2 separate regions of the Mus musculus genome follow, and region 1 is linked to region 2. The links are chromatin contacts, called in public HiCAR-type maps. All regions are on one chromosome and are shown on one strand. The core of a region is the stretch at or near the end of the contact, and the rest is flanking DNA. Distances in the headings are between cores, read along the strand shown.

Region 1 (3,538 bases), core at 1,014-3,513, 750 kb after region 2:
CAAGAAGAAGTTATTCTGTTTCTTTTCCAGAAGCTATCTGTGCTCCTGGGTTTATATCACATGATTCTGTGATCGCTATCCTTCTCTGGCTCAGACCCTTGTAAGAACTTCTTATAGATTAACTTGATCCCACCCAGGGTATACAGAACAATCTCACAACCTCAAACTCCATAACTTAACAAATCTACCAAGTCTTTTTTGCTATGTAAAGCAACATAGTCTCCGGTTCCAGAAATCAGGATATTGGTGTCTTTAGGGAACTACAGCTCTGCCTACTCACCTACACATGCTTGGAAGTCAGTAGAAATGCCCTGTTCTGGGTTCTGCTATACTCATTCTCTGTATGGCCTCAGTGTTTGGAATAATAGCTACCATGCACAGTGGGTGTTGTTGGACTCAAGTAAAGAGCCTTGGTGGGAGGCAGGGAGCTAGCTGGAGTGAGAAAACCAGTGGGATTGGAAACTAGAGGAAAGTTTTGTGGCATTTGATGGAATTGACTATAGGACTTCCTGCTTGAAAAGACAGAGATATAAAGTAGACTCGAATGGGCCTGTCCTCAGCCTAAATGGCTAGAAATATCTTAAAGCAGTTATGTTATTAATTGGATTAAAAAAAATCTCTACAAAGCACTTACTGTCCTAATGTTCATCATGTGCGTGTCATGCTGTCAAGATACTATAAAATGAAGTCCACCATGCTTTAAAGCAGAGATTTGGGGCAAAATGGTGTGCAATTGCTCTGAGACCCCACATTAAATAAGATGAATACATACAGGCACTAGACAAAGCCAGTGTCCTGGGTTAGGCAAATGCTATCCTTTGAGAAGTGCTGACTCTAGTGTAGTGACTGGGTTCAGAATTTAAAGGGTCATAGACTTTCAGAGCCCGAGCCAAAAAACTCCTTCTCTTGAATCAGGACAATGGCAATAGCATGGTGGAACCTTATATCAGCTAGTACGCTGGTGCTGGGCTCAACACAGCTCTGGTGGACCTGCCAGGAAGCCGTGTTTAGGTGATCCAAGCCCTATGTTGGAGAAAGCATAGCCTCCTCCCCAAAGCAACAGTGTGTTTGTTATATAGAGATGAACAGAAGGGCGGGGTTATTATTATTACATACAGCTGAATAAGAAGGTGTGGTTATTACATACAGATAAACAAGGATTCAGGGTTTCTGGTACACAGCTGGATTAAGGAGCCAGGTTTAGCTAATCTCGGTAGGATCAGTCTCTGTAGGGGAGTAGTCTTCAGAGCGAAAATATCCGTGGGTTCCGGGCAGAGAGTTATGGTGAACATTTTCAGCACACTGTGTTATATCCACACTCAGAACAGGAGGGAAGGCTTTCAGATGGCCCTCCGAGACGGAAGCTTAGGTCCTTGACACAGCGGTGCCCCTGTCAACAGCACACATTCAGTTAGGAACCTCACACTCAGGGCTTCCTAGGCTGCCACACTAGTTACGAGCCTCCGTCTGCTGTGATGCTGGGAAAGCGTCTGTCCACAGCAGGCCTGGTAGAGTACAGTGGTCCTGAGCCCGTTTAAATCGGAGAATCAGAGCGCAGCTGCCTGACAAGGGTGGGCGATGGCTCTTTTAGACGCATCAGGACATACTGAATAGGAAAAGCAGAAACTCTCCCCGAACAGAAAGGTTAGGATGGAGAGGACTAACCACGGAGGATAAGAACAGTGGTTAAAAGGTGGGATGAGGTGGTAATTATTGCATCTCACTCTAGGGAGTCATAGCAGGCTGATGGATCCCGCTCAGGAGGGCCCCGGTAACCTTTAAGTGAAGCCTGCATCCAGAACCTTGGCCTCTCACTCCAAAGCCTCTTGGCCCCTTGAGCTGTGGTTGAGGGTCTCCATGCACCTCTGCTCAGTCCCACTCCAGGGCGCCCTGCTCTTTCTAGCTCCTTTACGTAGAGAACTGAGGCAGCCCAGTGCCTGTGTGGTCCCTAGTGGGCTTCTGTTTCTCTGCTGCTGCCAACTTTTGATTTGGTGTTCCCAGCTTCTCAATTCCAGAAATGGGCCTTTTTAGGCCCAATTGTTGGTATTCTCCCCGCATCGGTGAGAATTTGGCTTTCTTGAAGGAGTTTCTGGGCCGACGCTTGGAGTCTTCCCAGCATTGCTGAACTCAACAGTGGGCAGTGCGGTCACACAGGGCAAAAGACCTCAGAGGACAAGAAACAGACTGTGTCAGGAGAGATGGTGGAGGAGCAGTTTCCTGAGTCCAGGCTTCAGAGACTGAGCGGGAACACAAGACAAAGCAGGGAACTAAAGCCTTGCCACAACAGCCAGTTTGAGGGCAGCCGCTGTGTTCTGACCCAAATCCCGCTCGCTCTCCCATTTGCCTCACGAAGACCTGCTCTCTGAACAACAATGCTGACTGTTTTAGGAGAAGGCAAGTGGAACCATCTGGCGGCCCGGCATAGGTGACAAGTGATAAAGAAGGTATTTCCTCACAGCAGCTCCTGATAAGCTTTCAAAGCTCCTGCGCCCTCCTGGGCCCTCCTGGGCTGGAAGCTTACACTGTGGCGGCTGTCTTTTCATTCCTATGTAAAACAGAAAACAGAGAAAAGGAAGCAGAGCTTCTGGCGCAGGCGCCCTGATCCCGTGTTTCCCTAGTCTGGACTGAGCTTGCTTCCTGGGCTAATTTAAATCTGTTTGAAGCCAGCACTGACTGCTTAGGGTTTTGTTTTGTTTTGTTTTGTTTTTTTGTTTTTTTCTGCCCTAAATGTGTTTTGAAGAATTTTCATCAGCATCTAAAGTATCTTAATCATAGTCTTCATTTAGGAAGATTCCCCAAACTACAAATACATTAGCACTAGCTGTTCATAGTGCCAAAGTACTGACTCATAATATATCAGTCCCGGGCATAGTGGTACATACCTTTTAATCCCAGGACTAGGGAGGCTGAGGCAGGAGATCAGCTAAATAGATTTTAAAAGTAGATAAATAAATAACAAACGATCAAAGTTTCTATTGTAGAATATTTTAAATGCAGAATACAGGTTTTTCTTAGTTGACAGACTGAGAATGTCAGTTTTGAGACAATTGTTACCAATGTTTCTTCTAATAGTCACATGACTACTCATCCTGAGAGGACATTAAATATAAATTGTTAGACTGGAAAGGCAACACGGAAAGAGATTGGAAATAAAAGAAGGAGTAAACCGACCTGAATAGAAACAGATTGCCCTTTAATCAGAAGAATGAAGGACATCACCCTTTCCTCAGGAATGGGGGTGGGGGTGGGGGTTGGGCTATAGAGCAGAAGAGACTTGTTCTCCAGTCTCAGGTCTGTGATTACCAATGGAGGTTGGTGTGCTGGCCTTATCATGATCTGCTTTAGTTTAGTAGGCCGAACCACCCTCTGGACTCCCTTATCAGGAGCTCCATGGACCCCAAGCTTGAACATGTTCCGTAGCCTGCTCTACGCTTTTGGGCCATTAGCCCTTTACCATACTGTACATACATACATACATACATACATACATACATACATACATACACACACACACACACTGAGGATTGGCTATAACTCT
Region 2 (3,906 bases), core at 1,203-3,702:
GTGGTGGTGCTTACACTAATCTGTGGGTATAAGAATAAGATTTAGAATGTAGTAAGGAATTGTGCTGATCTAGCAAAGTGGTAGATTCTTTTCTAAGGTCAATGACTTCACTAGCCCCGGGGAAGCTGGTTAGGTTTTCCTCCCGTTGAGTGGGCCTTAAGTTCAATTAGACAACAGTTGGTTGACACTAACACGTGAGTGCCACTTGTTTCACCTTTATGAACATCTTGACCTTTTGATAATTGTCATGGTGTATAGATGTTGCAGCTGGGTAGGATTGTTTAGTTGCTTCCCACCTTTGGCAGCTTGCCTTGTATTTTCTGATACCATGAAAGCAAGACCCCAGGAAAGAGGCTTTAAGGGCAGAACCAGCTTGAAACACCTGAGTGTCCTGTATATCCAGTGTCTTCAGCACTGTCTTCAGCACCACGAGCTCCAGCAGTCACTTGGACTACCCTGTCCAACCATTTGAAAAGATGGTTTCTTGGGCTTGGTGCTGAGGTTTTTTTGTCGTTGATTCTTGTGGGAACATAACATTCTCTTTTAAAATGTCACCAGTATGATGCTACCCAAACCACATCTGCAACATTTTCAAGTCCAGAAACAGTGACTGTAGTCAGAAGTGACTCTCTTAGATAGATGTGTTCGTTCCAAACCCAAAGCTTCCAAATGATGGATTTTGTATTCATATGTCTGGTAATCCAGGCTGAGATATAAGGAACAGAAAACTATTTCTCAGCTTTCTCATGGATATAAATGATCAAATAAGGAAGAAACATAGAGATGACCTCAAAATTTTCATGTTCATTGAATATTAAAATATACTCAGTATAAACTCTGGAATATTAAATATATTTTAATTCTTTGAAAATATTAGATGACTCATATATAATTTATTTTGAACTCTTCATTAGCTTTAAATATTAAATTAAGCCTCACAATCCATTCTCAGATTGTCCCAAGTATCATCTGTCACTTTCAAATCTTGTCATGAGAAAATTCTTTCTTATTAAACACATTTTTATGCATTTGGTTGACTAAGACTGGAAGATGATATTTGTATCACTTAATATATAATAAAATCTTGATGATATTTCATATCTTGGGGTTGAAAAGTCTGTATCTTAGAGTTTTAAAATTTTCTATTGCAAGAAGAACTATTTGTTAGGATTTGCAAGCACAGGCTAGTACTTGAATTGCATTTCTGACATGTATTTGCTCACCAGAGTATATCCAGGATCCCCAGATCTTCGGTCCAAAACTAAACACAGAAACTACTGTCTAGTGTGTGATCTGACAGTAGACATGAGAAATGGATTCATCTTCGGAGCTGCACCTGACCCACTCTAGCAGATTTCACACCCGAAGCTGACATAGCACTTAGCAGAAGTTTGGTAGAACTTTTTCCGGGATAAAATTTTATTATATCTGGTTTCAAGTTCAAGCTGCTTCTTTGTCTCTTGAGAGGTCATTGGATACCTCAGTCAACTATTAGGGGTGGGATTTCCAGGTTTCTATTGCTATACCAAGAACTTTCTCTCCCCTCTGCCTCACTTAGGTAAAGGAAAGAATATAGAGTAGGCAGGAATGAGAAAGGATGTAAAAACAATGCAGACTGTGTTAAGACTCTACTTTGGTTTAATTTTGTTTTAGTTTGTATTAATCACATTGTTTCATGTATGCTGTACTGTTTTAATATCTGCCTTTTCAACACAGTGCTTCATATACGGACATGAGTGCAGGTACCCGGTCATGCCTGAAGGTGGTCTAAGGTAATAAAACACAGCAGTGATGTGTCCTAAAATGAAAGACTAAAAACATGTGTAGCTATTTTATAGCTATTGGCTATCACTGACCAGTGTAATAGTGGCCATTGACAGAAATGGTGTGAGGGGTCAAAGCCATTGTTATCTAGACAGAGGGAGTACCTTGAAGGTATGAACATGCTGCTTTATAGGAATATCAGGTATCTTGTACTGGAGACAGCACCCACTATTTGGCATCCTCTCTACATGTATGTTGGATGCCCCGCACAGTAGTTTATAGGCACCTGCTCTTTAGTTCACAAATAGCCATTGATGGCCAAGGCAGAATCCTTTCTGGCAAACAAAGTGAAGTTTCTCAAGCTCTTTGTCTGCAATTACTGGCTGGCAGGATGGTACTACCTTGCCAGGCACCGGGCTATGGGGCACTGTAGACATTAGGCTTTTTCAGAAGGAGCACAAGTACTGATCATTTTGCCCTAGCTTGGCTGGAGAGAATGTAGACAGGGCAATGCAGAGTAATGGTGCTGTCTTTTGATGTGTTGTTGGGATGCCTTGTGCAGAGAAGGATTCTGACCCTTTCACTGTGTATGTGAAGCTGTGATTAAGCCTTCAATGAGTGCGTCTTTACTAGGCAACATGAGGACAGTGCCTGGAATCTAGTCAGTTCATTGATAAAACTCGAGGTTGAAAGCATGACTGTTTCTTTGTCTAAGTGCATCCAGGCCTCAGTAGTGGGGTGCTGCCCAACTCTGCTGTCTGAGTCAGCTACTGGCTGATTGGGGGATTTACAGAGGCCATTTTAACATACCTACAAGGGAAGCTTTTACTATTTCATTTGAAAATTTCAGAACGTATCAGACATCACTGAAGCCACTGTTGGCCTGTTAGGATTTGAGCCAGAGATGTGGAAAGTCAGGATCTCAGATGTTCAGATGTGTGCCTTTAAGCAAACATTTGACTTCAAGGCCAAATCTTTGCCATAATTCTTACCATCAAAATGGAACCTGAGAGAATGAAGAAGGTGAAGCAGAATGCCCCTTCTCCATTTTGTCTGTGGAACAGTGTTTTGACCTGATTAGTACCAATTTCCAACATGTTAGATCCGAGGAGAGGAAAACAATTCTAGCATCCTAAAATTAATAAACCTTACTATATCTGAGATATAGGAAAAACATATTTGTACACAATTGAAAAGGTAAAAATAGGACTCAACAATTTTTTTTGTCTAAATAATACATGGGATACAATAAAGGGGGGTCTTGGGGATATAGCTTGGCTTGAAAAGTGTTTACTGTACATCATGATGACCTGAACTTGATCATAGTACTTACTTTGAAAAGTTGGATATGGTAGAATGTTTCTGTGATTCCAACACCAGAGAGAGGACAGTAAGAGGATCCCTAGGCTCGTGGGCTAAACCAGTCTAGTGAAATAGATGAATCCCAGGTTCAGTAAGGGACCATGTCTCAATAAATATGGCAGAGAATAATTGCAAAAGACATGCAATGTTTACCCCTGGCCTACGTACCCACACTCATAACAGCACAATAACATTTAAATTTTTTTCTCTTTTGTTGTACAGTTGAAGACTAGTTTGTTGAACCAATGATGTGTCCTATAACATAGTTTCAAAGTACATGTATACCTGACATTTATAATTTTATAACAAATACTTATACATTAAAACTATTGATTTTGACTTCTTCTGTATGATGACCAGGCTGCTAATCTCATCAACATCATATATATATAATAGGGAAGAGGCTTTGATTTTGAGAGATTTATTTGAGTACATGGACAAGTAATGTTTGCATGGCAGAAATCAATTTCAGGATTTTTGAGTCCAAATTCACACAAATTCCAGTACAATCAGATTGTCCTTTGAGAATAATTTGATTTACTCACATGAAATACTCCAAAGCTCCCGTAGTATACAAGGAACCAATGAGGTGCTAAGGATAATAAGCAGACCCACCAGAATGCTGCCTAGTTTGAGAACAGATGGTCTAGGAGGGATCACAGTATTATAATCTTAATCTCCCTTCACCCTGATTTGTGAATTCAGACTCTGCCATTACCTTCAGTATAGTTTAGGTAACCCATAAAGTACTTAAATCCCTCAGATATAATATTTTTAAAT

Evidence for each region. HiCAR-type assays count read pairs that join an accessible place to other places.
Region 1: a HiCAR-type map of astrocytes shows a contact between it and region 2, with 2.9 times the contacts expected there. The contact joins two enhancer-like sites. A contact is called at or near these places in 2 of 484 Hi-C or Micro-C datasets (cortical neurons and ventral hippocampal neurons), 1 of 115 datasets of contacts at active chromatin or transcription factors (astrocytes) and 1 of 9 other capture datasets (embryonic stem cells).

What each region holds. Positions count from the first base shown.
Region 1 is chr10:53,501,163-53,504,700 of GRCm38.p6, forward strand. All of the region lies in intron 1 of Gm40650 (predicted gene, 40650), which reads left to right. Gm20597 (predicted gene, 20597) reads right to left here. Exons shown (of 4, transcript NR_037973.2): 4 at 1-2,545. Among named protein-coding and RNA genes, the nearest start is that of Gm40650, 15 kb to the left of the region's middle. Within about 2 kb of position 2,264, at least 85 of the 459 cell types and tissues checked have an H3K27ac peak or open chromatin away from gene starts, as enhancers often do. A contact at or near this core is called in astrocytes, where this site is marked.
Region 2 is chr10:52,746,004-52,749,909 of GRCm38.p6, forward strand. The region is part of intron 1 of Slc35f1 (solute carrier family 35, member F1); the gene reads left to right. Among named protein-coding and RNA genes, the nearest start is that of Gm36123, 57 kb to the right of the region's middle. Within about 2 kb of position 2,453, at least 10 of the 459 cell types and tissues checked have an H3K27ac peak or open chromatin away from gene starts, as enhancers often do. A contact at or near this core is called in astrocytes, where this site is marked.